Regions from separate parts of the Mus musculus genome. Here all the other regions are linked to region 3. Evidence: chromatin contacts called from public Hi-C and promoter capture Hi-C data. All regions are on one chromosome and are shown on one strand. Each heading gives the region's core, a stretch centred on a gene start, on an enhancer-like site or on the middle of the called end of the contact. The rest is flanking DNA. Distances are from core to core; before and after follow the strand shown.

What was found. Promoter capture Hi-C pulls out the DNA fragments that hold promoters and counts their contacts. Hi-C and Micro-C count contacts between places; a contact is called where the count stands out from the background.
Region 1: a promoter capture Hi-C map of maxillary cranial neural crest shows a contact between it and region 3. The contact joins the enhancer-like site here to the promoter of Bcas3os1 in region 3. A contact is called at or near these places in 5 of 39 promoter capture datasets (the 3T3-L1 cell line, cranial neural crest, liver and 1 more), 2 of 484 Hi-C or Micro-C datasets (both in uterus) and 1 of 115 datasets of contacts at active chromatin or transcription factors (epiblast stem cells).
Region 2: a Hi-C map of uterus shows a contact between it and region 3, with 7 times the contacts expected there. The contact joins the enhancer-like site here to the promoter of Bcas3os1 in region 3. A contact is called at or near these places in 4 of 39 promoter capture datasets (cranial neural crest, fetal liver, maxillary cranial neural crest and 1 more) and 3 of 484 Hi-C or Micro-C datasets (all in uterus).

Annotation. Positions count from the first base shown.
Region 1 is chr11:85,410,495-85,413,872 of GRCm38.p6, reverse strand. The region is part of intron 6 of Bcas3 (breast carcinoma amplified sequence 3); the gene reads right to left. Among named protein-coding and RNA genes, the nearest start is that of Bcas3, 59 kb to the right of the region's middle. Within about 2 kb of position 1,467, at least 3 of the 459 cell types and tissues checked have an H3K27ac peak or open chromatin away from gene starts, as enhancers often do.
Region 2 is chr11:85,429,949-85,433,321 of GRCm38.p6, reverse strand. All of the region lies in intron 7 of Bcas3 (breast carcinoma amplified sequence 3), which reads right to left. Among named protein-coding and RNA genes, the nearest start is that of Bcas3, 78 kb to the right of the region's middle. Within about 2 kb of position 1,606, at least 24 of the 459 cell types and tissues checked have an H3K27ac peak or open chromatin away from gene starts, as enhancers often do. A contact at or near this core is called in uterus, where this site is marked.
Region 3 is chr11:85,718,292-85,721,185 of GRCm38.p6, reverse strand. It overlaps Bcas3os1 (breast carcinoma amplified sequence 3, opposite strand 1), which reads left to right and starts at 1,442. Exons shown (of 6, transcript NR_045875.1): 1 at 1,442-1,489. The region is part of intron 22 of Bcas3 (breast carcinoma amplified sequence 3); the gene reads right to left. RefSeq lists an enhancer at 1-2,894.

The sequences.
Region 1 (3,378 bases), core at 218-2,717, 310 kb after region 3:
GATGCCCTCTTCTGGTGCATCTGAAGACAGCTACAGTGTACTTACATATAATAACAAATAAATCTTTGAAAAAATGTAATTAAAATAATATCAATATATTATGGGTCTAAATGACATGAAAGGATGTTCAACCACACAAGAGAAATTTCTGATTTTAATTAAGTCACCTAAAGAACAGAGAGCTATGAGGACAGTCAGACTACCCTCTTCATACATCCTGAAAAGAGGGAAACTCCACATGGCAGACTCTCCCTCACTTCCCTGGGAGGAAAGAATGAAAGACAAGCAAACCTGAGTGAGTGCAGTTAAGTCAATTCTTGACTCCACAAATGCCAACAGGACTGTCAGCCACTTTTTGTCTCTACTTTCCTGGGGAGATGCCAACACTGATGCAAAACTCTGTCACACACCATGTGCAAGTTTCTCTGCCATGCCTGTCTCTCACACCATCCTAATCTGCAGTCACCAACTATGTGAGGTCAAGAGATCAGAAGAGAAACTTTTTGCTCCTTCACAATATTGTTGCTAAATTTTAAGGAGTTGGTATGTTTGTATTAGGTATGTATGTATGTGGATGCAAGGTCTTTCGCTGTATAGCTCGGGCTGGCCTAGAATTTGCTTTGTAGAGCAGCCTAGCAGGCCTTGAGCTCAAAGAAATCTGCCTGCCTCTGTCTACTGAGTGCCACTGACCTGGTCAAGATTCTTTAGATCAAAAATAGATAAATAAAACTATCCAGAATGATCTCATAGGAGAGGAATTGATAGTGATACAAACAAATGGATCATCACCTGATCCATCTTATAGATTATTCCTAATACTTTGGATAAAAGTCTGTTTGCTGGGCAAGAACTGACATCCTGAGTTAAATCCCCAGAACCCACAAAAGGAGAGAACAAATTCCCACGAGTTGTCCTCTGACTCCATATGTACTTCCAAGGGACATATATGCACCCCTCCTTCCTCTTCCTCTCTCATACACACACACACACACACAGTGTCATAAACACAATCATGCAAATAATATATAAAATAAATCTCTTAAATAATTTCCACTTAAAATGTAATTATAGTCCTATGATTTTATGTTCATCAAACACAAGATTTAAATTTTGATAGATTTATCAAATTTAATTAATCAAAATTATAAATTCAAAAAGTATTGAATGCACAAATATTGCCCCTGCAATTTTATCCTACAGGTACACTCAGAGATGAGAGAGAACTCACATACATGATTACTTACTCCAGCAATGTTTAAAATAGTGAAGGAAGAAAGAGTCAAATGTGCAGGGAAACGTCCATGCCGCACAGCTGCAGACAAGCCGTGCTGAATGTAAACACTGCCAAGGCAGCAGCTAGAGTGGGGAAGGGGGAGCACACAACAGTGGGAAGACGCAGACCCTCCAGCATCTATACTGATGTCCACACTTCCCGAGGCACAGAAAAGTCATGCTCACTGTTGACAGGAGAGGCAACGGAAATTAGAACACAGGGAAGTGGAAAGAAACTTGTCAATGAGGAAATAGTTTCTGCCTTCTGGTTTTCAGTCCGTGTGATACATAAATTTACTATAAAATGTCTGTGTTCACTTTAAGCAAGAAGCCAAGAAGCGGGAGTGGATGGGTAGGGGAGCAGGGCGGAGGGAGGGTATAGGGAACTTTCAGGATAGCATTTGAAATGTATATAAAGAAAATATCTAAAAAAAAAAAAAAACAAGAAGCCAAATGTCAGGAGTCAAGCTAGTGTTTGTTTTAAATAGGAACACAAGCTGGGCGGATGAAAACATGCTCTTAAGTTATTCTCTCTAAAAATTCTAGAAAAGCAATTACTAAATAAAGTTTTTAAATATGTAATAACCCCAACAAATTTTACAAAGAGATGAGTACTGGTGAATTTAGCAGCTCTAGGTAAAAGCTGAAGGCCCCAGTGGTGGAAAAACACCCAAAGACTAAAGAGACTTTATCTACAGGGTTATAAAAGGCACAGTAAGTGATTGTACCAGGTACACTTGGGACTGGATGTGAAGGAACCCATCTAAATAAAATAAAAAGGGCTGGCTTGTCAGCGGCTACTTGAGAGACTCTCAGATGGCAAAACCTTTACTTCCAGACAACTTAACTCACCCTCCCCATTCCCAACCAACTGAAAGGCAGCTCTCCAGAGAGCAGAGCCCAAAGCTCCAGGTGAGCAAGGATTAAATGACAGCATTAATGCTTAATATTGAACCCACCTTTCCCATGCCTGGGACTCCTCCATCTCTGAGCTTCCCAAACACTAATGTCAGATCTTTATCATGTGTGTCTCCTCTGGGAAAGAGAACAGGCCCAGGACGAAAAACAGACAGAAAAGCACTATCCACCTGAAGACTGCAGGAAACAGGCTCCACAGGGCGATGAAGGTGAGGCTTCAGAGCTGGGAGTCAGCTGGGAGTTTGGCGAGGACAACTATATACAGTCAAGGCTCTACAGTAAGTAGTTTTAAAAAGTGTCTCGACAGGGAAAATTATATCACCATCTTTACTGATTTCCAGGAAATGGGCAGATAGTGATGATAAGAAAAACTGAAATGGATGCAGAAGCCTTGAAGGGCGCTCTGGGACAGCAGAAGCTCAGCCAAGCAGTGCCTGCCCAGAGGCTCAAGGCCCGAGGTTCCATTCCTAGTACTGTGGACGTACTAGGCTTGGCAGCTCATGGCTGCAGACCTAGCACTCTGGACGTAGAGGCAGGAGGTCCAGATCAAGGTCATCCTCAGCTACAAACAAAGACAGGAAAAGAGAGGAATGGAGGGAGGATGTAGGGAGGAGAGGAGGCAGAGGGGGGAGAAGAAACTTCTGAGAAATTTCAAACGGTAAATATTATTTTTAAACTTGAAAATAAGCACCAGAGATATACTGAAGAAAACTTTTCAGAATACTATAAACTATGCACAAGAAATCTTCAAAGTCTGAGTTCAGAGACTCAACGTGGAAGTGGAACCAAAAAGGAAAACCAAAAGTCAGGTGTGCTGGGCGCCTCTCAGGCTCAGCACAGGGAAAGCTGAGGCAGGAGGAACTCCGCAAATTAAGGGCCTGACTCTGTCTCCAAAGCTAAAAAGGAACAAACAAACAAACAAACAAACAAAATATTTGTTCAAGATCCAAACACTACATGGTACTCCAAAATACATGGTTTTTGTTACTATATAAAAATTTTTAAATAAAATAACATGTCTGTTCAAACATATTTTAGAATGGATTATTTCTGCTTCTCCTACAAATCGGATTTAACAATTAATAATCTGACTTTTAAATCCAAGCATGAGTTGAAATTTAACTGATCCAAAGCCTACACTATTTCTATACAAAATTAATTACAATTGAAGTCCATCTACACAGAGCC
Region 2 (3,373 bases), core at 357-2,856, 290 kb after region 3:
AAGCTCAGAGACCACAAGTAGAACCCACCATGGAACAGTCTGCCTACTTTTCTTACTCCACTGTCACTGAAAAATCCAGAATCTATTACTGTGTGTGACATTTAAGTATAAATGAAATCAACATACACCAGGTCCTGCTCCCAGGCATCTGGACTCAGTGCCAGCAGGTCCCAGACCTCCTCAGGCTCTACCAGGCATCAGGCACACACATGAACATTAACAATAAAATAATTTTCAACTGTTTACACAAGGAGTGGGTCAGGAGCCAGTTGTGCCTCAAACACTGATGCCTTACTTCTATTTTGGGTGTGATTCAAACCTCTCACTATCTACACCTTCTGCATGGCCTAACAGGCTCGCTCGCTCTTCTGTTCCAAGAGCCTCAGACTAGACTCGACTCCCCTGATTTTCCAGAGTGCTGCGATTATTCTGTGCCACAATACCGGAATAACACTATTCAGCTTGTAGAACCTGAACCGGTGCTACTAAACAGTACTGAATACACAAATGTTAGCTGTCTGCTACCGAGGAACACCCAGGTATAGTGTTAAACCTAGTTACTCTTCATGAAACTATTTTGCACCTGGCACAGCTGTTCACACCTTTATCCCAGCACTCCAGGCAGAGGCTGGAGATCTCTGTGGTTTAGTCTGGTCTACACAATGAGTTTCAGACCAACAGGACTATGTATGTAGTAAGATTGTCTAAAAATAAAGGTTTATAATTATTTAAAAATTTACAGAAACAGATATATAACTAAACAAAGCCTGTTAAAATGTCTTGACAATACCATTACTTATTAGACAGACACATACACAGTTTGACTCACAGGTAGAACGGAGCAAAGCAAGGGAACGTAAAATAACAAGGGGACTGTAAGCTGCATATTGCCTTTAACATGAGCAATTTAATTCTGAAGTAATCCATTAGATGTGAACACATATCATTGTCTTGGGACTGAATACAACTTACCCTGGGTAGAGAAGAAGACAGTAATTATTTGTAACATGATTTGAAATTTGGGAGTTCAAAGAAATACCCTCATACACAAAACCATGCAGTTGCATGGTCACAGGTGAAAAAGAAAAATGCCACCGTTACACTGGAGCAATTAGTGACCTAATCACACAAGGATGTGGGTCTCAGCACAGCCTTGAATGAAATTTAATATTCTGTTACAAGGAATAAAAATTCACTTTACTGCCCAGGATCAAAAAAAAAAAAATTCACAGCATCCGAACTGTAAAAATTATAGCCGTCCTTTCTGGCCGCCAAACCAGGTTTCTCCCTGAAGTGATGACTTCCATGGCTTTAAGAAGCCATCACGCTGCTGCCCTTCCTTCTGCCATGAATTACCTAAAAAGTCCTTCAGGAAGACTGGGAAAGCCTGGAACTGGAGATCCGAGGTCACAGAGACCTGGACACCAGGCTGGATAATATTCCATCTTGGCGCCTACACCTGTGGCTAGAGCACAGAAACGCTCTCTGCAGAGAATTTTCCACACATGTATACAGGAGGCCAGCAATCTTCTGCAAGACTGACGAATCCTCTGGACCTCAGGGGATACTGGGAGCTTTCCCTCTGCTCCTTCTCAGTCCCCAGAGTACTAACAATGGAGTCTGCAAATTCCCATCTCTGCTTCGAGGACTAAGCCAGTAAACTGTGGTCACACTGACACTAAATGTCTTCAGAATTCATTTCATAAAGCACGCGTTAGGGCCTGAGTTCTCCTTTTTAAAGGGGGACTTTAACACACACACACAAAGCTTCTTTATACTTTTGGACCCAAATCTTAAAGTAGAAACTTTGAAAAGGAAAAAAAAATTAAAATAAAAACCTAAGTCTAGCAAGCCTCAGCTTACTGGCTCTCTGTCACATTGATTTATGACAGTTATTTCTTAGGGGAAAGGAAGACACAGATGCAAACAATTACTCTATTTTTGCAGGCAACAAGTGAGGTGGGTGGTAACTGAGAAATTTTTTTTTAATTCTGTCACAATATTCTGCTTTTTCTTAAGAAACCCTCCTCACACAACAAACGTTCGCCACATCAGAGAATTTCCAGGGCCTGAAGCGCCGCTTTGATTCCAGACCGCTGCAGGCATTAGCAGGAGGTAATTAGGGTAAAAAGTTCAGCCACAGTTCCATGGCTAGAGTCCTGCCAGAAATAAATTTCCTCCCTGTTCACTGTACCCCTCCCTACAGATCATATTGAAAACACATTTATCTTTGTAGAGCTTGTTCCTCTTCTAATTAACTTTATGGCGTTTACAGCATTTAATAATTTAAAATGGCTGCGATCGCAGCAGTTTTATCTTTCATGGTAGATGAGTGTGTTATCATTTCTCCCACACTGCTGTTTGACGAGTGACTCACAGACCTGCACTGCAGCTGTTTATCCCACTCTCTGATTCTTCCTAACCAAAGCTTTTCTTTTCCCTTGTTAGAGAAAGAAACAAAGCTGACAAACCTATCCATAGGTATCCTCTCAATTCTCACCAAAACCGGAAATGATTCGGGAGTAAAGTGAATTTACAGTCAAGGCAGAGATCTCTCACTGTTTTTTACAGTGTTTCAGATTTTTCACACAGAGAAATATAGACTGTTATATTCAAGACATAAAAGACATATTAGACACGTGAGTTTCAATAATTTAAAACTGCAGGGCAATCAAAGCACCTTCTCCATCTCATCCTTACAAGTGCCTTTGCCTACACCCACATCAGGACAGTTAGCTCTCTGCTTTAACCCTCACTGAACTTGCTGTTTGAAAAACAAAATGCTAATAGAGTCTGAGCCATAGCCCTCACCATCATGATTTTGTGACAGAATAAAATCAGTATCAAGAACTCAATCCAATGCCTTTGTAAACAATGAACTTAAGGGGAATAAAACTGCCTTATGATAGAATAACAGTAATAACCCTTGAATACAAAAATATATTTTTAAATAATATCCATTTGTTTATGAGCATAAAACAATAATACTTTGATGGGATTATGATGTTGTCAATGTTTTCCAATAAAATAAGAAAAAATACAAAAGAATTCTTTTTCAAAAGCCAAACTACTTGGTCCACACTACTGTGCAGTATGAGTAAGAACTACCCAGGCATAAAGGGGCACCATGGCTCCACGGAGCACACAGCAGAACGAACCTCCAAGGGCCCTGCAAAACACAGCCTCCTCACTTCACGCCATATGACCTTTCCCACTAAGTGACTATGCACAACTTCCTGTCTCACCTCTTTCCCATTCATGGTCTAAAAGACACTGGGGACTTATGCTGCAATCTAGGGTCTGTTCTACCCAGGCCTGTGCCACAAAATCATGTTTTGTGCTATTACAGTTGAACTGACATTGCTCAAACATA
Region 3 (2,894 bases), core at 193-2,692:
AAACTTCTGATCCTCCTGTCTCAGCCTCTCAAGTTCAAGGGCGATTAAGCATGAACCTCTGTGCCCAGATTCTAGAACCAGAAGCCTGCCAGGCTCTGGCCCAGCTGTGACCCCTGACTCAGGCATAGCTAGTTCAAACAAGAAGGTTCAATCTATTCCTGTGCATTTATGCGAAGACCAGCATGTCCACCCGAGATCATGAAGATGGTCCCATCCAACAGCACATCAGTTACCATTTTAGGTTTTGAAACTCGGGGGGAAAACATGCAGGGAAGAAATAAACAGCTTTTTTTTTTTTTTAATGTAATAACTGAAGAGTAATGAGGTTGGAAAACAGATGTGGACAGAGGGGAAATCTTGCTACAGTGTGGCCCACACAATCTGGGGAGGAATGATAAAAAGAAAAAACAACACAACTTTACAAGCTGTTTTGAGCCTGGAATTAAAAGGAGTAATCAAGCAAGGCTGCCTTATAAAGGGTCAAGGGGTAGCATCCTGCAGCGGAGAATAAGCAGAGCCCCTGCTCCTGGCCAGCTCAGGCCTCAGCCTGGGAAGAAAGGCTTCCCGGGGCAGCAGCTCTGCAGAGCAGATTCTTGATTCAGTGTTTAATAACTGCCATCTAACCTCCTTCCCCTGCCCACCCGCTCCCCAGGGAGGTACTTCCCTAATGGGTTAGCCCTTTTTAGTCTGGTTTTAGTCTCTGGCTCTTTATATTCTGAGTCGGGCAAGGGGGGGTGGGGTGGGGACCTCAGTCTATTCCTGTGACTTCCAGGCAAAATGTGTCAAATTAGATAAATGTGTCCGAGGCTGGGTTGCGAGCAGAGCACACTCACTCTTTCAATGGTCTCTTCCCACACCCCTTTCACCATGTCTGCCTCTCAGAGTCTATTCAAATGCATAAAACAATTCCAACTGAATCTTCACATGGGGTGTCTAGGGTTTTTTTGTTTGTTTGTTTGTTTGTTTGTTTTGTTTTTGTTTTTTTAAGCTTAGTATACATCACATTTGGGGAGCAACAGAGAGATGTGAATAGAGAGACCCCCAAGCCTGCCCTGTTTCTGAGGTTACCCACAGGAAGGCAACTCCCTTCTACGCCTGTGGCATTGTTTTGTTTATTACGCAGTGACTGTCAGGACACTTATCAGTTTACTAAACTGTGTTAGTCTGTACAGAGTGTCTCCCGACGTGGGGCTGTGAGAGAGCAGCCGTTGCAGTTGTCTGACTTGGCTTCTGAAAGCCTTCAACTACTGAAGTCCAGCCAGCATCTAATTTTACCCGTGAGTTCCAGGAGAGAAGAAAGCTGGTGGGAAGATTACAGAGTTCCTTGAAGCCCTGACCTACAACAGGAAGAGAGTTGTCAGCCGTCATGTCTCTCACCCTAAATTCCAAGGCAAACAACAGTGGCTGAACATTTTATAACACGTTCCCATTGTAAAATTGCATATTCCAGAAACCCGATGCTGGCTCCCTCATTTTCCATAGACCTCATGTAAGTACCAGCGCATGATCTTAAACTGAATATTTTTACTTGAGCTTTTCACTTCCAATTTGTCGAATGTACTTTGGCTTCTCTGACTTTCTTGTAAGGCGGTGGCAATCTGTTTTCACACTAACTCTTGTATGCATTCGGCTCATATCACTGAATTGGCGACCTGGGAATCTCTGAGGACACTGGTGTAAACGAATCACCACCGGGGTCTCAGGGGCTTTCTGTAAAGAGCGGGAGAAGGAGACTTTCCAGGTCTTTCGGCTCACCCGTCAGCAAGTTACTTCACTTCTCCTACACTCACCTGTGAAACGGGTGTATGAACAGCCGCGGCAGGGCAAATGTGAGGACTGATGACAGCCTACTTCGAGGGAGCTGCGCACAGTGCTTAACACAGAGAGGCATTGTCAAGTCTGTCCAAAGCAATGGGGAGAGTACCCACAGTCCTGCTCGGTGAGATGCCACAGTGGCACTCCTTTGGACAAAAGATGACCTCAAGTGCCCTAGAAGCACTAAGGGGATCAGCCAACAGGAGAGTTGGAGAGATAGGGGGTGTCTGGTGTCTACGGGAGATCTCCAACCTGATTGCCCTAGGCCAGGAATGGACAAGTGCCCACTCGAAGGCTGGTGCCCTTGGAACAGAACATGAGCCTCTTAGAAGTAGGTTGATGGAAAGGAAAAAACAAAATGGCTGGAAAAGTTCAACAGGTTCATTGAGCTCCAGATGCTAACCAACCTGCTTTCAGGGGTAGCACTTCCCATTGTTGCCAGAGACCGGTAAAGGACGGTAACAGACAACCTCAGCTTGGCCTGTGAGACAGATCACCTGGGCCCAAGCCCTGCAGCAATTACTGTGCTATGAAAGGCGGAGCTGGACTCTAATAAGTGAGAACAAAGAGCCAACCACCCTGGAACATTTAGCAGACCTCTGGGTCATTATCTGGCTCAGTTTCAGTGTTCTCAAATTCTGTGTGCTCTCGAGAAGAATGGAGATCCACAGATTAGTCCTCTGGGCACCCCTTATTATCCTCAGGTCCCTTCAAAATAAAAACACAAGTAAAAGTAAAACCCATCTAGCAGCTGCTACTACTTCAGCACTGACAGCATACTGGGTGCTACCTTTGCAAGAGGGAACCAGTTAGAAAGGGCTCAGATATAGAAAAGTGATATCCAGTACCAGCCAGGGAACAGCAAGGTTCTTTCTGGCACCCAAACAAGCTCTTTAGGAGAGAAGGGCTGTGCATACATAGACCCTTGGGTTTAAGAAGGAAACTCATCATCTAATCAGAAATGAAACAAGAATCCTCAAGAGCTCAAGGCTCATGGCAACATCTGTCAGTCTAGAATGGATTAATAAAATTACAAGGGATGGTAAAAATCTTATCTCAGAGGAATTACAAACACAAGT